6 separate regions of the Mus musculus genome follow, and regions 1, 2, 3, 5 and 6 are each linked to region 4. A link is a contact called in public Hi-C and HiChIP or PLAC-seq data. All regions are on one chromosome and are shown on one strand. The core of a region is the stretch at or near the end of the contact, and the rest is flanking DNA. Distances in the headings are between cores, read along the strand shown.

Region 1 (3,625 bases), core at 678-3,177, 210 kb before region 4:
TGTGGAACTTTGGCTTCTAGTCTGCTGGTTAAGTTACCCTCTCCTGTCAGAGTACTGAGTACTGAGTACTGAGGGCATCACTGTGCTGGGGAGCTACTTAGAAAGCAGTGTCCCCTTCCCCTGGAGGTCACTACCTTGATGAACACAGCGAGGCTGTGATTGGCATTTTTAGATGCTTCTGGGTTATCTCGAAATTTCTGGGTGATATGTGGCATCAGCATGTTCACCACGGTTTCCACAGCGTGATGGTAGGAGGCCGGAAATCTCTGGTTCCGCAGTAACTGAAAGGATTCAAACCCATCACTTAGGATGATTTTAGGTTGTAATACTTAAGGTTGGAGTCCAAGTCCATAAAAACAGAAACAAACAAACAAAAACCCCCGAGTTAGATCTACCTCTTGTATAATTGGATAAAAAGTTAGATATACCCTTCCTAATGCAGTCTGGTAACTTTCCACATACTATTTCATCAATACTTTCAAGAACAGAAATCTCACAAGAAAAAAAAATTTACCCAATTTAAAAAATCAAATTATAGCACAGTATTTGAATGTATACTATAAAAGTGCTCAAATATAGCCGTGGCGCACACCTTTAATCCCAGCACTCGGGGAGGCAGAGGCAGGCAGATTTCTGAGTTCGAGGCCAGCCTGGTCTACAAAGTGAGTTCAAGGACAGCCAGGGCTATACAGAGAAACTCTGTCTCGAAAAACCAAAAAAAAAAAAAAAAAAAAAAAGTGCTCAAATATGTCAAATATCTCGACCTTCTTTGATATGACAAAGAGAGTCTTGGTAGTTTATACAAACAAGAACAGAAATGTTGATCTAAGAGTTTTGGCAGAAAACAGGGCAGGACCGTGCACTTTCTGTGGGTATCTTCAATAATGGGCACAAGCCAAGCGTTCCTCAGACACTTTTTATATTCTTTATTCAAAACTCAAAGAACAAGTTTATTTGTGTTTACACATATATTATATATAATATATGTTATATATTATATATAATATATGTCATATATTATATATTATGTTATATATTATATATTGTATGTGTGTGTGCATGTGAAGGTCAGAGAACAGTTATTAGGAGTTTCACTCTATTCCCACCATGTGGTTCCCAGGGATTGCACTCTGGTCATCAGGCTTGGTTTACCCAGTGAGACATCTTGCTGGCCCTTCTCAGAGAAAGCACTACCTAGGCTGAAACCCAGAGTATTCAAAGGACACACAGACACTGATGAATGCACATGGCCAGTTTAAAGGGTGTGGCAGCCTTCTGCTTGCAAGTCAGTGCATAACGATCCCTTCTCTCATTAATGCATACCAGAGAAAGTACCAACTGCTGAGCAATCAGCTGGGTTACTGCCATGCCTCTACATGCCAGCCACTGCACCACACACTCCTGGTTACTTCCCATCCAATCCTATATGATCCTTATGACTTATTCTGCATGTTACCGGTTGAGGGACGGTAGGGATGTGTGCTTAGTCACACAACTCAAGTGACTCATATTCAGATCTACCAGGAGTCCAAAGTCTTCTGACACGTGAGACCACACTTCTTTTTCCAAGTCCACAAAGGAGGGAGGGAGCATAACTAAAAACTCTTAGCCGCTGGATTTAATTTCAACAGCCACAAGAATGGAGCACCCCAATTTACAAATAAGGAAGCCAATGTTTAACAGCTCAGTAAAAAGTCCTAATTATCCTTTCCTTTACCAGCCCCCCCCCCCTTCTCCTCTTTGGTGACCAGACCCCTTTGAAGTGCAGGAGCAGTGGCTGACCAGGTAGACTCTATTTCCCAGCCTAACTTATAGCTTGATGTGGGCCACGTGACTAAGTTCCCTCTAATGGACTGCAGAGTGAGTGACAGGCGCCTCCTAGACCACGTTCATGACAGAAGCAGATAGCTTTCATGTTCTTTTCTTTCCTGTGTCTGGAATGTGCTGTGAGGTGAGCCAGCCACAACACTGTGGGGGAGAAGGTAACAGCCTAGACTGGATCATCAGATGGGAGGCTGAGTCCCTGCATATCGCTGGGGGGGACAAGCTGGCCTTTCCAAACCACCCACCAGCTCATGATTTTCTAAAACAGAAAGTCAGGTTTCCTGTCACATTTGAGCCACTGTTATCCTGGCCTGTTGTAGAACCACCAGGCAGTGGCACATGACACTCAGGGAAGGCCATGGCAAGCAGTAAGTAAGCTTCCTGGAGATGGCCACTGTTTTGCCTGGCTGTGGTGGGTTGAGCTCTGGAGAGGCACAGCCCCGGAGACTTTGTCCCAGGGTTGCTTCTCACTGCCGATGTGCTTCCTGCCATGATTACATAGCCTAATGATGCCTGGGCACCAGCCCACCCTATTGGGAAAATTTCCTGCAAATCAGGATGAAGATGTACTTTCAAATTCTAATGCTGTTTGGAAGAATTAATGACTTTACGGAACTACTGATTTGATTCAAATAGTTTTAGGAAGAAAGTTTTAAGAGATGGTTTTAGTTGTATTGCCTGAAAGATGTAATAAAGTTAGAATCAAGAAAAGAATGTGCTCTCTCCTCATAGAATAGTAAGTAAAGGTTACATGATAAGGAGTGCAATGAGCTTTCACAATTACCCTAAAAATAGAAGTAGGCTTGGGACAGATTTGTGATCAAGGGAAAACATTCATTCTAGGTCAGGTCCAAGGATGAGGCCACAGGTGTGCACCATGATAAAGCAAGGCCATGTGCAACCAACTGTTGCTGTGAACTAATACTGAGCTTATAGAATGAAGCACTGCTCTGAACTTACTATCTACATCCTTCTGTAATTCCCTTTCGTGTAACGTTTTATCTGTGAGGTAATTTTATAAAGAACTTTGTCTAAGAAGCTATAAGGAGGCTGAGAAAAGAAATAAAGTATGGCTGTTGGGGCTCTGCTCCATCCACCAAATGTGTATATATGATATATGTCTGTCTGTACAGTATGTATATATGTATGTTTGTCTACATGTATGTAGATAAAAGTGTATGTATATAACTATGCATGTGTATATATATAAGTATGCATGTGCATTTGTGAAACTGATGACATTAGTGGTCGGGCCCAGCCAAGTGTGTGTTTGTGTGTGTGTGTGTGTGTGTGTGTGAGAGAGAGAGAACATGCTATCATTGGGAGTGGGGGGGTTGAGGGTAGAGAGGGATATGATTGGCTGCTATCATTGGGGTGGGTGGGGCAGTGCATGATTGGCTGCCATCAGCACCAATCCCAGTGGCTGACACCACATCTCGCTGCCTCCTTTGGTTACCTGGATGTTGAGCTGGCTTTCCACAGAGCAGTACATACTTAAGGCTGAAGCCAGAATCTGTGTGTTTCTAACATGAAACCGCATGATTTTATGCACTAAACACCAGGTCTCATTATGAAGAAGGTTAGACATATTCGCATTTTAATCATTTCAGTTTTCAAATCAACAGTAAGAACACACAGAGTCAAAAACCCACTGAGGTAGGATCAAGTTATAAGAATACAAATTAACTCTCAAATACCACGTTTTTTTTTTTTTTTTAAATCATGCACATTGAACTGAATACAAAAACAAAACACAAAAAACCCCTGAATCTGAGCAGCACATCAGCTAAATGTAGAACAT
Region 2 (4,117 bases), core at 1,261-3,760, 130 kb after region 4:
TGCTGCTGTATCTTAAAGGAAGAGGACTCTCAATGACAATTGAGAGCACTGACTCCAGACCTACCTGTGCCTGGTGCTAGATGACTGGGTCTCCGTTAACTTCTGATAGAGAAGAGGGATAGAGAGGAGGGATGCTCACTGGCACTGGGCTCTCTGCCTGTGGTGTGCGTGTTAACAGACGAGTCCTCACAGTATCCATATAAAAGTTAAAGCAAGACCAAAGAAAGAGGAACCGTCTTGCTGTCTCAGAGACAATCAGAAAGGAAATGGACAGGCAAAAGGACACGATGAGGATGAAGAACAGAAGATGCAGAAGAAGAAGGTAGAAAGCATGTCCACACAGATTTAAATGGATTGAGCTTCCTGGTTAATGGGAAGACTACCAGTTTGGAGAGTTTTGGTTTGGTTTTTGTTTTTGGTTTTTGGTTTTTGAATTTCTTTTTTCCTTTTTCTTTTTTTAAAAATCCGGTTGCATGTTGCTTAAAGAAAATGTAATCCAAAGCAATTCAGAAAGGTTCAGAATAAAGCTGTGGGAGATATATACCACCCAAGTCCTGATGACAGGGTGGGCCCCAGTCAGAAAAGAAGAAAGTTAAGGCAACTTTGATGCCAATAGGAATCTAGCCTTCCTGCCAAAATTAAGAATAGTCACCAGGCTGTGATGATACACGCCTTTGATCTCAGCACTCGAGGGGCAGAGGCAGGCAGATCTCTGGGTTCAATGTCATCCTGGTCTACACATGGGTTCCAGGACAGCAAAGCTATACAGAGAGACCCTGTTTCAAAAAGCAATCCTCACCCCCCAAAAATCCACAACGGACATAAAAATAATTGTGAGATATGTCTGTGCGGTCATAATCTGATATAGTTTATAGGAGAAAATCGCAAGTCTATAATTGTAATGGGCAGTCATGTGTCTTTGAACATCCTAGATAAGAAAATAAAAGGCACTGAAGACTTGCTCAACATGATTCAAGAGTCAGTAGACTATGTCCTGAAGAGATAAGCATGTCTCAAACTCAGCCATCACAAGACATCCAGAAAGTCAGTATTGAGCAGACCACACACAGCCCGAGGACCGCACAGCTAAACTACAAACCAATGTCAAAGCAACAAAGAGTGAATTTGGAAGTGAAAAATATATGTATAAGAAACCTTTGACTTAAAGAAGATACCACTTCAGAGATGTTTAAGATGCTTAAAATAAAAAGAAAGATTGAAAATAGAAGTTTGCTGTATCACTTAAGTCTTGGAGGAGCCCATTTGTCAGCTGTGAAATTAATGAAATAAAAAAGCACAGGAAAGCCGCCCATTCACGTAAGGCCTGCCTTCTGCCGCTGTGTTCTGGAGGCAGGGTGTAGCCACGGTGTGAGTGCAGCTTGTAGACAAGCCTTGGCTCTGAGGAGCCGGCACCAACAACTCTGGCAGAGTTGACAGAAGTTTCTAACTTTTGTGAGGATTTTTCTTCCTGAAAATCTTACTTTCCACTTTTGAGGAGTTTTTCATAGCAAGTTCATGAGATGTGACCTCAAACATTGGTGTGTGTGTGTGTGTGTGTGTGTGTGTGTGTGTGTGTGTGTCTGTGTGTCTCTTTCTGTGTATGTGTGTGTCTATGTGTGTGTGTGTGTCTATGTCTGTGTGTGTGTTTGTGTGTGTGTGTGTGTGTGTGTGTGTGTGTGTGTGTGTGTTTGTGGTGGTGGTGGTGGAGTTGCAGCATCTCCATGTTAACCGTACTGTAAAGATGAGGAGAGCCACCCCAACATAAGAGAGGGGAGGGCAGCTGTTGTGTGTCAGCCTGCACATGATGCCTGGGTGAGCCTGTGAACTGTGCCTTAGCATCTGGTACAGCTAAAAATGGGAGTGATTTCAAATTGTTCAGGTATGGGGGTATTCTACCCAGTGTTGGCTGTAACAGGAAGATGCAAAAGTGTGAACAGCTCAGATTCTCTCAGTAGATGACTTGCAGACGTTGAGTGGTTCAACCGTGCTGTGGCATGTGAAAGTGGCAAAGCCAGACTGTTTCTTGGCTGGAAGTATGTTAAGGAAAGCTGATTGCATGACTTGGTACTCTGAGGGAGAATGCACACAAGCACACAGAAAGATGCCTGCTTGGATATTATATGTGCCAACAGGTAATACTGTATGAGTGATTGGGGACTTGTATCCATACAGCCTAAATTCAGAACAGTGAACATAGATTGACTGAAGTAAGGTAATGATCTTGTTAATTGGAGGAAGCAATGTTATTTTGCTCTTCTTGCAAGAGCATCATCACCCAGTGTTCTTCACAGCTTATTCCACATTTGTGCTCTCACTTACTCTGCCTGCCTACCTTTAAGTCCTGTCTGATGAGGACCTCATATGGGTCTGAGGAGTTAAATATCACGTTGGGTCCTTCTATGTGGTGCTCCCTTCAGTCCTTTGAGGAGCAGCTGTCTCATGAGCCCTTAAAGAACTGAGAGATTGTGGTTTCAGAGTACAGACAGCATGACATATGTGGTTAGCTCCCACAGGGTAGATGGGGCAACCTTCCCTAAAGCAGGGCAAGCCAGTCCCACACAAGACTGGGACAGGGATCTTGAGTGACCACTGTTGGACCAGAGCCAGCCAAAGGCAGCACTTTTAGAGTATGGACATGTAAGTAGGATAGGTCAGAACCTGGCCTCAGAAAGCAGATGGAGACGGCTTGAAAACAGGCTCCTGTTGGATACTTAGCAGCTTCTGGGGATTGAGTCTACATTTCCCTCAGTTCGTGTTTCTGTCTTCCCTGTGTTCTCAATGCTGTCATTTCAGTACACTTTATTATCTCCACATTAAGAGGAAAGTCCTTTCACATCCTTGGCTGCTGTTACCCAATTCCTAAGGCAATAAATCTCAATTTATTATATGTCTTCAGAGTTAGAATTTGTTCTTTCCTTTAATCATCTTCTGGATTACTCTCGTGAGGCTTAAGATAGCTTCACACTTTTAGCAAACAGTACTTTTAGTGCTTTTAGTCTACATGTGCTGGATCCCGGGAATGCAGAACGAGAGGGTTTACAACTGAAGAGAGAGAGAGACAGTGTGGGGCTGGCGTGCCGTGTGGCTCAGCCCTGCTGCTTGTCTTCCTCCTCGTGCACCCAGTGTCCGGTCTGGATCTCAGCTTCTCCTTTCCATCACTCAGAGTATAACTTACACTTTAATGCACTTTAATTATTTCTCATTTTAATTATTCTTAGGCAGTAGCTTCTGATAAGTTTAGAATACGTATGTAAACACATATACAAAATATACCTGTATACACATGTGTGCCTGAGTTAAACCTGAAAGTACTGTAATATGTCAGTGAACACATAGGGGGAAGCCCACAGAGTGTGTCTTAGATCTGTTTCCCTTAGAACACTAACATTTATAAGAATAATAGTTTCAGTGCAGTGCTTTTGATGACATTGTACACTTGACTACATTCCACACACTCAGGGACCGAAATCAAGATGATGACATCTTTCCCCAGGAGCACAGATAGTAACTGGGCTGCATGAAATGGAATTAATTGTTCTTCAGGGTTGACCTTCCTGAAGAGCGGGGCATTTGTGGCATTGTGTATCTATCCTTCAGCTCTAAACCCTCAAATATTAAAGAGGTACTGTTTCTATGTTCCCAGATTTAGCATATGTAGACTAAAACTACTGAAACTATGAACGTATAAAATGGTGTGGTCTACCCCCAAACCTCCACTTCCCTGGAAGCCATCTTGTCATTCTCTGATTTCCCTGCTAAGCTGCACAGTCTGCCCTGTGTCTGTAATGTAACATTTGATCCTTCAGCTTTCCTGTCATCCTAACTTTGTCTCCCTTTTTTACTTAAGGCATCAACAATTCTCAGAATAAATGTTAGATTCCTTCCAACGTCCTTCCCTGACATTCTTGAAAGTGGTGTATGTGTGTGTATGTGCACGCAAGCACACACACACACACACATACATACACACGTTTGTAAAATTTATTTCCTTGCCCATAGATTTGCTAAAATTTCTTGAGATGTTATCATTTCATCTTTGCATAACCAGTCATGTTGACACAAAGTGACAGTTTTTCTCTAGTCACAAAAAGGAGAGGAAAAAAGTCCCCCTAAAACT
Region 3 (4,002 bases), core at 1,390-3,889, 240 kb after region 4:
TACAGGGAGATAAGTGGTGTTGTGAGACACCCCCACCCCCACCCCCTGCACAACCACGTGGGAGGGGAGGGGGAGGGAGAGGCACACCTAAGCTCCTGTTTCCACAGAGAGCCAGAACCAGCATCCAGTACAGATGGAGTCAGGTCCCTCACACACTACTGCTTGTGTGTGCAATGTGATAGCCCCTCAGGGGACCTGAGTGGCCACTCAACTTTCTCATGGCTTCCTCAAGCATAGCCACTCCAGCAGCCTTTCTCTCTCAACAGATGAACTGCTGGGCGTACCCCATCTTGTCTCACACGCCTGCCTTGCTCGCAGTGTAACCCACTCTTCTTTAAAGCCACAGTCGAAGAGGCATCTCAGCCTCCTCTGTGGCCGGATAAAATGGACAGACAACACAGAAGTCCTTGGTCTGCTAAGCCGGAGGTTTTGCACTCTGTTACCTGATTGAAGAAATACGATGGGTTTGGTTTCATTCTTGCCGAGGTGATTGTAGTCGTGAACCTCACGTTAGGCTTCTCCTCAGGTCACAGTCTCACAGAGCCAATCAAGGCAGATTAATCAAAGTGGTTCACCTTGCAGATGCCACCCCTTCCTCTCTATGCTTGTTCCAGCCTGGGCACCTAACTAGGCAGTCCTAGGCCTCCTGAGGGTTTGCCTGGCTGGACAAGTTCATTCAATCCATGATGGCAGCCTTAAAAAAAAAAAAAAAAGCCACACAGACACTTCTTGAGTCTCACGGGCCTCCAGCGGGTCTCTTGGTTTCGGACACTCTTCCTAGTTTTCACACCAAAAATATGAATGGAGCTGCAGCTGTGGTGTGTGGCTCTGAGGGCAGAGCAGACAGGGTCTTCTGACCCCTCACGTCTTCTCCCTATCAGCCTCTCATCCCAGTCCCGTGCTGATGAGTCCAGCTGCCCTTCCAGTGCATGTAGGGGTCTGCAGGTTTGCTTGCGTACAGTGTGTATGCATCTCTGTGGTGTGAGGATGCCTCAAGTTCAGAGTTGCTCAGCTTCCTTCTGGGCTAGGTCTGCCGCTGTTCAAGCTTTTCTCATTGTGGTTCTGCTCTATCCTTTACCTGGAGATATACCAAATATGAAGAATATACTTAGGATGGGAAGAGAGGCCCCTTGGTCTTGCTAACCTTATCTGCCCCAGTACAGGGGAACTCCAGGGCCAAGAAGTAGGAGTGAGTGAGTAGGGGAGCAGGGCCGGGGGAGGGTATAGGGGACTTTTGGGATAGCATTTGAAATGTAAACGAAGAAAATATCTAATAATTTTTTTTTAAAAAGAATATACTTAGGAGCAGTTCTGGGTTAAAATTTTGGAGGTGGGTGGGTGGCCCCATCCCTCAACCAGGAGGCCATGCCTAAACTCTGGATATGGTCTTGACAGGTTCTCCCTCCCCTTTGTGGGGTATTTTAGCTAATGTCATCCCTGTAGGGTCCTAGGAGGTTTTTGCTTTCCTGGCATATGGGGCTTTCTGGTTGCTACCCCCAATTCCCCATCCCCCACTGCTACACTCCTCTGCTCAATTTCCTGACCCTCTGTATATCATCCTCGTCTCCTCCCATACCTGATTCTGCCCCTCTTTTCTCCTCCCCGTCTTCTCTTCCTCCCAAGTCCCTCCCACCCTCTACCTCTCTTGATTATTTTGTTCCCCCTTCTAAGTAGGACAGAAGCATCCATTCTTTGATCTTCCTTCCTCTTGAGCTTCATTTGGTCTGTGAGTTGTATTGTAGGTATTCCACAACCTTTGCCTAGTACCCACTTACCAGTGAGTACATACCATGTGTGATCTTTTGTGACTGAGTTACCTCACTCTGGATATTTTCTAGGCCACCCACCCATCTCCAGAATTTTAACCCAGAATTGCTCCTGTCTAAAGGAAAAACAGGGGAAAAGAGTGGAGCAGAGACTGAAGGAAAGGCCATCCAGAGACTGACTGCCCCATCTGGGGATCCATCTCACATGCATACACCAAACCGAGACACTATTGCAGATGCCAAGAAGTGCTTGCTGACAGGAGGCTGATACAGCTGTCTCCTGAGAGGCTCTGCCAGATCCTGACCAATACAGTTGCGGAGGCTCACAGCCAGCCATTGGACTGAGCACAGGGACCCCAATGGAGGAGTTAGGAGAAGGACTGAAAGAGCTGAAGGGGCCTTGTCTGGCATCAATGGGAGAGGAGGCCCTTGGTTCTATGAAGACTTGATACTCCAGTGTAGAGGAATGCTAGGGCAGGGAGGTGGGAGTGGGTAGGTGGCGGGGGGGGGGGGGGGGGGGAGCACCCTCATAGAAGCAGGGTAAGGGGGATGGAATAGGGGGGTTTGCAGAGAGGAAACCAGGAAAGAGGATAACATTTGAAATGTAAATAAATAAAATAAAATAACACAATAAAACAAAAAAGAATATGAACATAAAAAAAGAATATACTTAAATGTGCAAGCACACACACAAACACACACCCCAGACTTCCCTAACAGCCTAGCAAACACGCAGTTAGCAGCTAATATTGCCACAGATAAAGTCTGGCCTTTAGAACCTGAAGTGGAGATCCAGGATACACCCTGAGGCACCCAGGCATGCAACTTTAGACTGCCCCCAAGGGGAAGTACCAGATTGGCTTTCTCAATACTTTGGGTTCATCCTATGCCCCCTGGTGGCAGAAACAGAGCATGGCGGGCACACTGTGAGAAGGCAGCAGATTCTCCTTGGTTAGCCGTATTTTTAGTGTAATTGGTTGACTATTGTAGTTGTGATGGTAATGTAATATCAGCTTGTAGCCTGGCAGTGTGCTGGGGAAGTCTTCTATAAGCCTCCTTTCACAAATCAGTTACAACAGGCTGAGCAGCTAAGACAACTTTCTGTATTGTAAATGACTAGGATTTGGTTGCAAGCACCCAGCCAGCAGTTCATAACCATCTGTAACTACAGTTCAGAGGATCCAAGGCCTGTTTTGGGGCCCTCACACCTATGTCTATACAGTACACATATGTGTGCTACACACCGGTACTGCACACACTTGACACATGCAGACAAAACACTCATATACATAAAATAAAAAATAAATTTATTTTTTTTTCAAGACAGGGTTTCTCTGTGTAACCTTGGCACTCTTGGAACCCTGTAGACCAGGTGGGCCTCAAACGCAGAGATCTGCCAATGTCTGCCTCCTGAGTGCTTAGGTCAAAGGCACGTGCCGCCGCCACCCAGCTAAAATAAATTTAAAATCTTAAAAAAAAATACTCTAAGAACTTCATTGGATGAATTTCCATATATAGACTAGAAAGCTGTTTCTCAGGATGAGTCACACAGCTTAGGAAACAGGCCAGAACTTCACTACAGGGCTAATCCCTTGCTCTTAGCCACTGACCCCACGAGGCAACAACAACAGTATTTCTCTAAAGCGAGCTCTGTGTGGATTCTTTGCAAAGAAAATTATTTTTAGTTAATGAAGTCTACTGGGGTATAGCTTAATGGTACAGTACTTCACTGGCTCAACTTAGAGCAGTGGAATGAAAAGGATCCTCCATTTGAGAGACTGAAGTAGTGACACAGTAGAGATGGTGACCTTTGACAGCCCAGGGCAGACCCTGCAGAAGCCCAGGGCTCCCATGGAGAAAGCCAGTCCAGGGACACACTGGGGCTCCCACAGAGAGAGCCAACTGAGGGCACACTGCTCTCTCAGCTGCCCAGGCTAGTCTTGAACTTACTCTGTACCCTAGGCGGGCACTGAATTTGTGATCCTCCTGCCTCAGCTTCCTGAGTAGCTGAGAGTACAGACCTGAGCCACCAGACCTGGCCATTTTCTTAGATCACCACCAAAAAATAAACAGAACTAAACTGTCAGGAAATGCCTCCTGACAAGACACCACGTTCATTCATCACTGGGATATCACAGCCGGGATCACAGCTGATCCAAACACTTCAAATAGACTGCAGGATCTGTCTGGTCCATAACATGAGTGAAGGACTTTGGCAGCATTGCAACTGCAAGAA
Region 4 (3,559 bases), core at 725-3,224:
AGGTGCCACACCCAGGGCCTTGTGCATGCTAGGTAAGCATGTTAACAAACAAGCCATGCCCCAGCCCCAGATACATGTTGAACCTTCATGTATCATTTCAACCGCTTCACAGAGTAACAAAGTACTTATGTTTCAAAGCAAGGTGGCCTAAGCAAATGTTGAGAAGGCCCTCCCAGCAGTGGAACTGAACGGGAACTCCCAGCAGCAGGGTGCAGGAAAGTACCATGCTGGACCCAGTACAGTGCATACATAGTGAATCTGAAAGGGAAGTGTGAGGTCAGAGATGAGGTCAGAGGTGACATCTTTGACAGGAAAGCTCTCCAGGCACCACCTGTGCTCGCCACAGCCTTGCCTTCCTGGAAAGGCTGGGATGAGCTTATCTGAAACCAGAGAGGGGACATTAGTCACAATGTTTTTATCACAACCTTCCTAACATCCCAGGACATCTCAAAGAGAACTGAAGGGACTCCAGCCAGCCCAAGCATCAAACATGGCTCTGGCAGGCCTAGCCCTTCTCTTCCATTCCCCCTGCCTTGTTAAAAACCATTAGATTCCATTCCTAAAGCTAGCACCCAAGGGCTATTCCCTTATTGGGCCATTTCCTCCTCCTGAGGCTGACCACCAAGGTCCAGCCATCAAAGTATTGAAGTCTAGTAATCAGAAGACCCGTTCGGTTTACGAATTAACTTACCCAATTAAAATTAAACACCTCATCCTAACATGGGCTTTCCCCTTTTACCTTTATAAACTGCCATTTTCCCATAGGCCATGTCTGTCTCCTCTCTATCCAGAGGCAGTCCTTTGACCCTCCCTCCCCCAGGACAGATATTCCTTCCCCCACTCCCTTGTTCCCTGCCCCTTCTCTCCTGTCCTCTATCTCCTGTTGTCTTTGTCTCTGATTCCCTGCCCTCTTTCCCTCTGGGGCAAATAAATTCCTTTTTATTTGAAAACTTGGTCTTGAGCTCCTGATCCAAATGATGGACCAGGCACTGTGTTATAGACAAGAACGTTCTGCGGACAGAAACTGTAAAAGAATTATAAAAAGGCAGCAGTAAGACCAAGGAAAGGTTTGAGGGATATGGAGAACACCCTAAAGTCCAGAGAACACTCTAAAGCCAGGACCAGTCGTTCCTCCCCCCACACTCCCCCTCCCAAACCCATTTATATAAAAGTCATCTCCACCTGTTGCTGAGATGCAGGCCCTCTGAATTTCGATATTCTCTCCAGGAAGGAGGAGGCAGTCTCAGAAAGTAAGCAGAGTCATGAGCAGGGGAGAAAGAGAAGGGGGAAATCATGAGGGCCCCTTCCCATCAGTAAAACATGAAAGGAAACAGTTGCAGGAAGCTGAAACTGTCTAGCCAAAGTGCAGAGAGAGAAGTTTGGACTAGGGTGCTCTGCCTGCAAGAAACAATCATGGCTCTAGGGATGCAGTTTTCCAGTGTTTTCACCAGAGTTAGGCTTTCTGCTGATGCAGCTGCTTTGGAGTCACCCCTGCTCCCTGTAACCAACTCCCCTGCCCTGGCGTGAGTTGACCCAGTGTGTGTGTGTGTGTGTGTGTGTGTGTGTGTGTGCTCGCACGTGTGCTGCACCACCCCAAGAAAAGTCTGTCCCACAACACCTGCCCAAGCACCCAGCAGCAAACACCCTAACATTCTGTTCTCCACAGCTCAGCCTTGACTGTTCTCAAGACCAGATCACCCATTGCCAGATGGATCTTAGCTGCCCCTCCCTTCAGGCTGTTGGGCGAAGGCCAGTCTTGGCATCCCTTGCACTGGCCTGAGTCACACTGCTCATGACAGAGAACACACTTCTAGGGGAGCCTGGGATGCTTCCTGTCCCGAGTCTGTTTTGCCCTCTGACCCTCCCACCAGGCTCCCTCTGCTCATTTTCAGTGAGTCTTTCCTCTCAGAGGAGCAGGTGGAAGTCCCCGCCCCCAGCTTAAAGTTTAACCCTGCACAAGGGTTTTCTCTCTGGGGAACAGCTAAATAGTTCAGGCAGCCAGCTTCAGAAGGTGGGAGTTTCCTGTCCACTCCCAGCAGTCACATGTGTCAATTGGTGAGTCGTCAAAGCCTGGCACCACAGACCTGGTCACTGCGCATGTGCACCTCAGCGTACCTCGGGTTTGCGCCCAGGCCTTTAGACTTGTCACCCCTATTAGAACAAGATTTTACCATTCTCATGTACTCCTTGCCCACTCCAATAGTTTATGAAACAAATGGATGGATGGGTGTCTTTGCGGGCTCCCTCCAGCTAGAGGTAGCCATGGAGGCTTCGTGCTTAATGTCTTTCTACACAAGTGCCTTCTGTGCCCCGCTCCTAAACCCCGTGGCAGACGAATACTCACCCATTCCATTCCCTGGCCTTGGTTTTGCTAACGCTCAGAGTTCTCTAGTGGGAGTGAGTTGATTTTTTTTTTTTTTTTAATTTTTGTGCTTTGAGGCAGGGTGCCATAATTCTCCGGCTAGCCTCAAACCCTTACGTAGCTCAGAATGACTTTGAACTTCCGGTTCTCCTGCATCTACCTCGGATTACATTAGGATTACGCTCACAGTTTATGAAGGGCTGGAGTTGGACCCAGGGGCTCAAGCACGCTAGGCATATCCTTAGCCCCTCCCTATTGGCGCTGAGTGCCCTTTACCCATAGCAGCTGGCCTGCCACTACCTTTAGTTCCTTGACGGGTCCTTCTGTTCACTTGCAGACTTCCTGAGACTCTCAAATAAACAGCTTGCTCTTTGACTCTCTGTCCATTTCTGTGAGACTCCACGTTTAGCACACGTCAGCCACAGCAGGCATTTGGCTAATGCCCTGCAGATTATCTGATGTGGGATTTCTGCATTGCTGGGTGTGACTCTTGACTGTGAAGGCTTCTCTTGGGAACAGTCATCTTCCTGTGAAGGGGGAAAGGATTTCCAGCCACAAGTCCTGAAAAGGGATCTAAGAGATGAAATGTGAAAGGAAGGAGAAAAAAAAAGGAATTCTCTCCCTTCTGTGCCAATGTGCTTTCAGATGTGGAGTGGACTCTCAGCTCACAGGTTGGTTATGAAATCATTCACCCTGGGAAGCCAGCATGCTGCCTTTTATGGATGCTGCCGCTCAGACTGTTGTACCGGGAGTGTTTTTCCATCATGTTCTCTATAGAGTTCACAGAAAAGCCAAAAATAATATAAGATATTCAGACCGACCCTAGACAGGAGTGTAGTTTCATAAACCCTTATGATCAAAACCATCAGTGAAATAAAACCGATAGCCCCATGACCAGCATTCTCGCCCCACTCCCACCCCCTTACAGCAAGTTGGCACTGAAGTAGTGTTTTTGTGTTACCCATGAGGAAATGAGTCAGAGAAAGGACCTGCTGAAGACTCCAAAGCTGCTGAGAGAGCTAGAAGACAATGTTCTCCACCACCCTCCTCACAGGCTGAGCCTGACAGGATTTCTAACACAGCTTCAAGTCTTCCTGATGTACCATGTGGTGAATGAGAAGGGTAATAGGGAAATTAATAGAGCTATATATGGTTTGGGTCAAATGAAAATACGAAAATCAGGGGCTGGAGAGATGG
Region 5 (4,037 bases), core at 347-2,846, 190 kb before region 4:
CTGGTTGGCAGACATCATGCCCTAGTCTCTAGTTTGCCCAGTTGTTGGGTGACCAACACTTACTGACAAGGCAGAGTAAGAATTGTTTACACAAAGAGGGAGATTATTTGTATAAATATTACAATGTCGTGTCTGGATTGAAACAAGATATGAGGGCAAAGAAATCAGCATCTGAGTAACACAAGGGTAAACTTTATACAATGTACAGAAACATTATTCTTACACATCAATGTCACTATGCTCTGAGCTTCCGTGAACTAACTCCTAAGCAGCAGGGAATCCAGTTCTGGACATGTAATATATGTTCAGTATTTCTCCTTTGTTACCCATCACAACATAAGTGTGTATAAGATATGGTAAATGGACTTAAGAACATTCCTTGAAAGGCACACTTCCCTGTCCAGACAAAACTGAAAGCCAGTATGTAGAGATAGGTTGAGAGTATCTGCTTATGTCTTTGTGTGCTGCTCTGAGACACCTGTGAAAGATTAAGACAGGGACAGACAGGAAGATGGCCATGGGAAGACAGAGGCAGCCTGGAGTGATCTGCTACAAGCCAAGGAAAGCTCAGGGAACCAGAATAACTGGGGGAGGCAGAAAGAATTGTCTCCTGCAGACGAGGAGAAGTGGTCATAAAGACAGCCCTTTAAGCTTTTAGCTTGCAGTACCTTTCTTGGTATTATTAACTGACCTGGGTTGCTGTAGTTACAGAAGCCGATGGACTTCATAAAGTAAGGATTATGTAAATTATCATTTTCCCCACATTGGTTTAGAAGTATCAGGGGAGCCTTCACTCAATCTTGCAAGTCAGAAACCTGCCAACTGTTTATCTTTGGCGACTGCCATCCTCTTTCTAACACCCATCAGGAAGCCATGGACCAGTGACTGCACCTCTGACAAATTGAAGCAGCCCACTGCTTCTGATTTCCTCCTGTAGGAGCTTTGCAGCAACCTTTCCATCTGACAGGCGTCCTTCAAGTAGGCTCCGCCCTGCCTGTGCTTCCCTCTACCCCACAACCCATGCCACGCACATCCAGTGAGAATTCAAGTTAAGAAGAACCATCCATCCCTTGTCCTCTGTCCACACGCACTTCTCCTCTGCCCTGTGAACTCCGAGTGACATAATTTATATGGCTGTCCCCATCTCTCCCTCCCCACCACAAAGCTCCTCAGGTAGACAAACAAGCAGCACCGTCAAACTCACTTCCGGAAGTCTGCGAGCAGCTTGAGCATGTCATCATTTGAAAGCTTATTGCTGTCTTGCCGGTAGATGGCAGAAAATCTGGCGTTTTTATCCAGGTTTCCAGAGGTGTCTTTAAACAACGTCCTGGAACAGAGAAACAACACTTCAAGAGCTGGGTTTCCGAAGACCAAAATAAGGACAGTTCTGGTCTCTGCACACAGACGAATTATGATTCCACTGGCTGTGGCCAACAGAAATCTCATTATCCCGCCAATGTGGTAAGTATTAATGAGGATGACCACAACTAACTCAATTTACACAGAAAACAGTTTCAGCCAAAAGCCCATACTGAGGAAACAGCACACACATTCATATGGGACACAGGAAGGGACACAGAGAGAGGACGCTCCAGGACTCTCCAGCTGCACCATCTGAGCTGCAGGCACGTGGCCAGGGCCTGGGCTCTCTCAGGACAAACCTCCTGTCTGCCCTACTGGAGTCCTCTCGGCTATGGGCCTTTGCTAAGTGCATGCTCAGAATGGGTGATTATTTACTTTTGATTTCACCAATTTAAATCTCTGACTCGGGATAATCAACTCAATAGGTAGGCCTACTTGTCTGTTGGTCTAGCTGTCCATCAGTCTATCCCAGTTATAAAGGGCGTTCTCCCTTACCTTGCTGCCCAGGCGAATGGCATTCTGTACTGTCCTAGTCTTTGGCATGCCTGCTTGGCATTCTTCAGCACCTTCTGGGCAACCTGGAACAACATACAGCCGTGAAATGCTCAGCCACAGGAGAACTGAGGCCAGAGCGGCTACCACCACGAGCCCTCACCATACCACCAGGCCCTGCTTACGGCACTGATGTGGTTGAATTCAATCCCAGGGCAGACTTCTTTATTCAGTCCCTGGCAGTGATTCTCAAGATTACAGAGTGTTACTTCCAAGAAGCTCCTATACCCTACTGGTCTTTGCAAACAAGATGCAGGCTACTCTTTGGCCAGCATCCTTCCTCTGGCAGACTTTATTTCTTTTTGACTAAGGACTAATTATAAGCCACTGAGGTATCCATGCCCAAATATCTGTTTAATGAATTTAATGAAAACACTAATGAACATACTAAGTTTTCCTAACTCCTAGCAAACATCACAACCCAGGAGACATGCATTGTGAAGGCATAATAAGGTACTGGCTTAAATCAGACACCAGCCTTCAATTGTTGCACTTTCCCTTCATAAACACTACCACTGCCTCATGATCAATTTTGACTTGTTCTTGGTTGATAGAGAACATTAAGCATATTGGCTTTTGGCCAGTGACATGTATGAAGTGCGGGTCTATCAGCAATCAGTTGCCTCACGCTTCCATGTCCCATGATCTGTGATAGTCAAGTGGGGACCAGAATGCTGTGTGTGTAGGAAGGAGTCTAAAGTCATTTATTCTGAGTGTATCAAAGTCAAACCAGCTTTTGAAAAACTGCTTACATCTGGGAGCCTTTGTTTCCTTCTAGGCTCACTTCAGGGTCACTGTCAGATAGCCTTGGAGCACAGCCTAACTATTCTGGGTCAACATCTGTATGCTGCAGGCCCTCCAGTGGTCTGCATATACCATCAAGTGTGAGAAGCACTCACTAAAAGACATAGGACAAGGGCAATAGAGACGCGTATCCAAAGGTCCATCAGAGCAGCTCTGTGCCTCTGCAGATCAGTAAGTCTCTACGGTGTAATCCGTTCTCACTAAAAACCTCTGATTCTTTCACAATCGTGCTGTGGAAGACATCACTGTCTTCAAGGGCGAACCAGAAAACAATCCTGGTTCAAACAGGTGTCAGGAGAGTGTCTAGTACACCCTTTCATTTTAGTGGTGTGTATGTGTGTGTTTGTATATGTGTGTGTGTGTGTGTGTGTGTGTGTGTGTGTGTGTGTGTGTGTGTGTGTGTGTGTCTATCTCCCTCCCTCCCTCCCTGAGATCTGGGAGTACATGGTCTATGAACAAAGACCCAAGGCTTCCTTCCAAGGGCTTACATTAAACATGTTCAAGATTGTTATTTATGCATCATAGTGCACACCTACAATCCAAGCACTAGGAGACAGAGGCAGGAGGATCTCAAGCCAGTCTTAGCTGCATAGTAAGATCTTGCCTCAAACAAATCACTAAGGAAGGAATGGTGGCCTAGCACACCTAAGGGCCTGGATCTTATCTCAAGCATCACAAAAATTCCCTAAAAAGATTGGAGCAGCCATGAGAAAGTATACAGCAGGGTAAAATCCATGCCACACACAAGGGTTTAATAGATATACATCTTCCTTTGTGGAGAATGAGAGCCAACCAAGGGCACAGATAGAAAATACTTGTGGAAGCAGGAACTCAGTGCATGAGTCTCCTCTGGAGCCCTCCCCCACCCTGCACAATGAAGACCTGTTCCAAGTGATGTTCCAGGTGAATACTGCATGGCTTGGACAAAAGGAAGACAAAGCTTTAATTGGCAGAACAAGATAATATCACCATGGCAATCTATCCCAACTTCTCTCCGGGAGTGAGATGGGGTGAGCCTTGAGCCTTGATTTACTGAGACACTGTGGAGGAGTGAGTCATGCTGGGAAGCAGGCCAAGGAGAGGTTGGCCCACCGTGATGCACCAGCGTGGGCTGCCGGACTTTAGCTCCTACACGTGCAGGCAGAAGAAGGAACGTGGACGCATATGCACCTTGGAAGTGCCTTCTGCCAGCACAGCCTTATCTGAGGTCACTGTTGATTCACCAAAATAAAAGGCTTAAAAGAACTTCTTAGCCAATCTTTTCCAGACTTGGCTTGAAATACTAAGATGGCTCCTCTCCAGGAAACATATTCTACTTA
Region 6 (3,611 bases), core at 665-3,164, 220 kb after region 4:
ACAAAATGTATATCTTAAATAAACAGAACTTAGTCCTAAATTTCACGATTTGCTTAGAAAAGAGAGCACGGAAAGGCCAAGGCCAGATAAAATGGCCAAGGGGAAGACCAGTGTAGATTTAAGACCTTTTCCTATAGTGTGAGTCTGTAGAGAGGGGATCGCCATTAGAGTGGAAATGGCTTTTTCAGCTTTATTTTATTAAGCCTTTGCAAATAGGAGTTGCAATGTCGGGAAACCACACCCTGGAGCTCAGTTGAGCTGGTAGACGTAAGTTCTTCCACTATAGCTACTGCCTTATTTTAGTGACTTTAGGACACAGCCCTTTAACAAATAAAGCGCAGAGCACTTTCTGTGCCTGCTTGGGCTGGCTTTGGAGGGCACATCTGTATCTGTGACCTTTCTGCTGCTGTGACAGAATACCATGACTGAGCTCACTTAAAGGGACAGAGTTTACATTTTGACTTATGATTCATTCCAGAAGTGGAGTCTGTAATGGCAGGAGACATAACAGCTGGATCGGGAAACAGAGGGAGAAACAGACAGACAGAGAGAGAGTCAGAAAGAGAGAGAGAATGAGAATGGGAATTGTACTTCCACAACCTCTGCAAACAGTGGCACCAGGGGTGACAAGTATACAAGTATCTGAGCTTATGGGGGAACATTTCTCATTCAGACAACCACAGCATCTTCGCAGTGTGTTAAAGCTTTCCTTGTTAGTTTTTTTTTTTTCTTTTTAGCTATGAGTACGTATGCATCTCTGTGTCTAAGTATGTGCAGGTGAGTGCAGGTATCTGGGGAAGCCAGAAGGGGTCCCCAGATTCTGCAGGGGCTGGAGTTGCAGCAGCCACTCCATGTGGATGCTTAAGAACTGAAACTTAGGCCCTCTGCAAGAGCACTGTGTGCTTTTACCCACAGAGCCATCTCTCCAGCACTTCCTGTTTTAACTTACTGCAGGTTTCCATCATTTTAGAAAGAGACCATCAGGGCTGGGAGATGGCTCAGTTGGTAAGGTGCTTGCCTTGCAAGTAGGACATCCTGAGTTCAATTCTTGGAACTCCGTTTTAAGAAAAAGTACATGCAGTGTTTACCCGACACACAAAGAGAGGGGGATTTTAGAGTCTGTGGGGGACCATCCTCGAACTCTAGATCTGAATGCCTCTGTGGTTTTGTTATCAATAAAGTAGAAAACAACTGGGACCTTGGGTGACTCAGCTAAAATTAGGGAAACCTCCTGATCTCCAGGATGAAGTGGAGACCAGAGGAGAGGCTAAGAGGCTTTAAAGGAGTACAGGTAAGAGTGTGAAGGGCAGATGACTGGGAGAACTGGCTGCCCGGGTCTTTGTTTATTGTGTAAAATTTGGGGGTGGGGGAGGTTTAGGTGGAATTGGGGTGGCATAGGGTTCTGGGCATAAAAACTGGGTTTCCCATGTGAAAAGCCAGGCTATTCCTTCCCAGGCCCTCACACTTATGTGCTTAGTGGAGACTCTGCTGGGAAGACAGAACCCCACACTGTGTGAAATGAAAGGCAAGCACTCATGGAGAAGCCCCGCCAGTCCCGCCCTCGTGGGTCTGGTGCCTTGCTGGATGATGTGTAATGGGCTGAGGTAGCAGGGCAGATGTGTGGCCCAGGTCTTAGGTATGTGTTTTAGGTGGGGAATAGCATACTGGGCTCTACTGTTGTTGGTTTATTTCTCTTCTTTTCTGGGCTGAGGAGAAATGACTCAGCCGTATTCTATTGTCACTGGTTTATAGTCTAGTTTCAGAACTTGACGGTATCTTGGTTTTTCCCACTATTTAATGAAGGACCAACTCTGCTTTATCTGTTAGCATCTTGTGATCTTTGCGTAAAGGACAGAGTTTGAAAATATTCCCACCCTCTACACACGCGGCCAACTCCCCACCCCCCTGCCTACCCTGACATTTCCTCTCCTAAGGAGTAGGGCTTATGGTAAAGGCAGGCACTTTAACCGCTGGTTGGTAAACTCAGCCCTGGGGACTTATTTTCTTGTAAGGAGGGAGGGAGAGTTCCCCCTTTGTCCTGTAGCTACTTTATAGGATGTCATCCCTGCCTAGAGTTTTCTGCCCCCTTGCTGTCTCGGAGAGCAGCAGAAGGCAGATGAAGCAGCGACACCCTGGTCTGACCAGAGCTGAGAGTCAAGTTTGTTGCCCACAGATACAGAGTGCCATGTCGTTGTCCTGGAAGGAGGACTTGCAGCAACAGTAGGGAAAGAAAAATTAATGGGGTTTCGGTGTGTTGTGCAGGAGAGATCTGGGAAGTCCTGGCGTTCCCTAAGAGGAGCCCAGAGTCTGTCAGTTGAGAAACTGCTCTGGAAGCCTTGGTTGAGAGTGGGGAAGGAAGTGGGCTCTCTAGAAAGATGGTAAACTTCTGTTTGTTTACTCAGAGCCACGCAAATCATTCCTGCCAGAAGAGCACCTCTTTTTTTTTTTTAATATTTTTTATTATGTATTTTCCTCAATTACATTTCCAATGTTATCCCAAAAGTCCCCCATACCCTCCCCCCCACTCCCCTACCCACCCACTCCCACTTTTTGGCCCTGGCGTTCCCCTGTACTGGGGCATATAAAGTTTGAGTGTCCAATGGGCCTCTCTTTCCAGTGATGGCCGACTAGGCCATCTTTTGATACATATGCAGCTAGAGTCAAGAGCTCCGGGGTACTGGTTAGTTCATAATGTTGTTCCACCTATAGGGTTGCAGATCCCTTTAGCTCCTTGGTTACTTTCTCTAGCTCCTCCATTGGGGGCCCTGTGATCCATCCAACTGTGAGCATCCACTTCTGTGTTTGCTAGGCCCCGGCCTAGTCTCACAAGAGACAGCTATATCAGGGTCCTTTCAGCAAATGCTTGCTAGTGTATGCAATGGTGTCATCGTTTGGAGGCTAATTATGGGATGGATCCCTGGATATGGCAGTCTCTACATGGTCCATCCTAGAAGAGCACCTCTTAAAAGGGTTTGCAAGGCAGGCAAGCACAGATTTGCCTAGTGGGGCACAGGCAGGACAGCCAGGATACCTGCTGTCAGGAATTACCCAGGCAGAGGCTAGGCAGAGGCTGTGGGTCCTGGCTTAATAGGTTTATCCACCTAAAGTTTTGGGGTCCCTTTGAGGAGAAGTTGCTAGTCTGTGATTGGCTCACAGCTTTTACACCTCACCTTTAGCACTGACTGCAAAATAGGTTTATGCTGGACACGTTACGCTAATAAGCAGTTCCTTGGAAGGCCGGGCGTGATGGCGCACGCCTTTAATCCCAGCATTTGGGAGTCAGAGGCAGGCAAATTTCTAAATTCGAGGCCATCCTGGTCTACAGAGTGAGTTCCAGGACAGCCAGGGCTACACAGGGAAACCCTGTTTCAAAACACACACACACACACACACACACACACACACACACACACAAACACAAACAACAACAACAACAAAAAGCAGTTCCTTAGAGTCCAGCAGCTGTTGAGATACTCGGTCAGGCCTGGTCAGGCCTGGTCATAGATGACTGGCTTTGTGGGTCTTTAGGGGCACTGGTGGGTCTGCCTCTGCTGTCTGAACAAGGCCAGGATAAGATGTGGCTAGAGAGGCTTGAATTCATCAGCGTCCAT

The links. Hi-C and Micro-C count contacts between places; a contact is called where the count stands out from the background. HiChIP or PLAC-seq counts read pairs in DNA pulled down with a chosen protein or histone mark.
Region 1: a FOXA1 HiChIP or PLAC-seq map of pancreatic cancer cells shows a contact between it and region 4. The contact joins two enhancer-like sites. A contact is called at or near these places in 4 of 115 datasets of contacts at active chromatin or transcription factors (the NIH/3T3 cell line, embryonic stem cells and pancreatic cancer cells) and 4 of 9 other capture datasets (adipose tissue, embryonic stem cells, liver and 1 more).
Region 2: a contact with region 4 is called in a Hi-C map of Th1 cells, with 4 times the contacts expected there. The contact joins two enhancer-like sites. A contact is called at or near these places in 1 of 39 promoter capture datasets (liver), 1 of 15 datasets of contacts at CTCF or cohesin (CD8 T cells), 1 of 484 Hi-C or Micro-C datasets (Th1 cells), 1 of 115 datasets of contacts at active chromatin or transcription factors (CD8 T cells) and 2 of 9 other capture datasets (adipose tissue and liver).
Region 3: a contact with region 4 is called in a BATF HiChIP or PLAC-seq map of CD8 T cells, with 10 read pairs. The contact joins two enhancer-like sites. A contact is called at or near these places in 2 of 15 datasets of contacts at CTCF or cohesin (CD8 T cells and large pre-B cells), 4 of 484 Hi-C or Micro-C datasets (the C10 cell line, Th1 cells, regulatory T cells and 1 more) and 5 of 115 datasets of contacts at active chromatin or transcription factors (CD8 T cells, T-cell acute lymphoblastic leukemia, effector CD8 T cells and 2 more).
Region 5: a Hi-C map of the N1E-115 cell line shows a contact between it and region 4, with 2.2 times the contacts expected there. The contact joins two enhancer-like sites. A contact is called at or near these places in 2 of 484 Hi-C or Micro-C datasets (the N1E-115 cell line and uterus).
Region 6: a BATF HiChIP or PLAC-seq map of CD8 T cells shows a contact between it and region 4, with 8 read pairs. The contact joins two enhancer-like sites. A contact is called at or near these places in 1 of 39 promoter capture datasets (liver), 1 of 15 datasets of contacts at CTCF or cohesin (CD8 T cells), 2 of 484 Hi-C or Micro-C datasets (Th1 cells and regulatory T cells) and 1 of 115 datasets of contacts at active chromatin or transcription factors (CD8 T cells).

Annotation. Positions count from the first base shown.
Region 1 is chr14:121,609,889-121,613,513 of GRCm38.p6, forward strand. Dock9 (dedicator of cytokinesis 9) reads right to left here. Exons shown (of 54, transcript NM_001081039.1): 28 at 135-281. Among named protein-coding and RNA genes, the nearest start is that of Dock9, 87 kb to the right of the region's middle. Within about 2 kb of position 1,928, at least 36 of the 459 cell types and tissues checked have an H3K27ac peak or open chromatin away from gene starts, as enhancers often do. A contact at or near this core is called in the NIH/3T3 cell line and pancreatic cancer cells, where this site is marked.
Region 2 is chr14:121,956,376-121,960,492 of GRCm38.p6, forward strand. All of the region lies in intron 4 of Ubac2 (ubiquitin associated domain containing 2), which reads left to right. The region is part of intron 1 of Gpr183 (G protein-coupled receptor 183); the gene reads right to left. Among named protein-coding and RNA genes, the nearest start is that of Gpr183, 6.8 kb to the right of the region's middle. Within about 2 kb of position 2,511, at least 52 of the 459 cell types and tissues checked have an H3K27ac peak or open chromatin away from gene starts, as enhancers often do. A contact at or near this core is called in CD8 T cells, Th1 cells and adipose tissue, where this site is marked.
Region 3 is chr14:122,058,237-122,062,238 of GRCm38.p6, forward strand. No RefSeq gene overlaps it. Among named protein-coding and RNA genes, the nearest start is that of Timm8a2, 26 kb to the left of the region's middle. Within about 2 kb of position 2,640, at least 47 of the 459 cell types and tissues checked have an H3K27ac peak or open chromatin away from gene starts, as enhancers often do. A contact at or near this core is called in CD8 T cells, Th1 cells, memory CD8 T cells and 2 more, where this site is marked.
Region 4 is chr14:121,822,972-121,826,530 of GRCm38.p6, forward strand. No RefSeq gene overlaps it. Among named protein-coding and RNA genes, the nearest start is that of Ubac2, 54 kb to the right of the region's middle. Within about 2 kb of position 1,975, at least 188 of the 459 cell types and tissues checked have an H3K27ac peak or open chromatin away from gene starts, as enhancers often do. A contact at or near this core is called in CD8 T cells, the N1E-115 cell line, the NIH/3T3 cell line and 6 more, where this site is marked.
Region 5 is chr14:121,633,300-121,637,336 of GRCm38.p6, forward strand. It overlaps Dock9 (dedicator of cytokinesis 9), which reads right to left. Exons shown (of 54, transcript NM_001081039.1): 14 at 1,858-1,940; 15 at 1,205-1,327. Among named protein-coding and RNA genes, the nearest start is that of Dock9, 63 kb to the right of the region's middle. Within about 2 kb of position 1,597, at least 18 of the 459 cell types and tissues checked have an H3K27ac peak or open chromatin away from gene starts, as enhancers often do. A contact at or near this core is called in the N1E-115 cell line, where this site is marked.
Region 6 is chr14:122,040,552-122,044,162 of GRCm38.p6, forward strand. No RefSeq gene overlaps it. Among named protein-coding and RNA genes, the nearest start is that of Timm8a2, 7.7 kb to the left of the region's middle. Within about 2 kb of position 1,915, at least 30 of the 459 cell types and tissues checked have an H3K27ac peak or open chromatin away from gene starts, as enhancers often do. A contact at or near this core is called in CD8 T cells, Th1 cells and regulatory T cells, where this site is marked.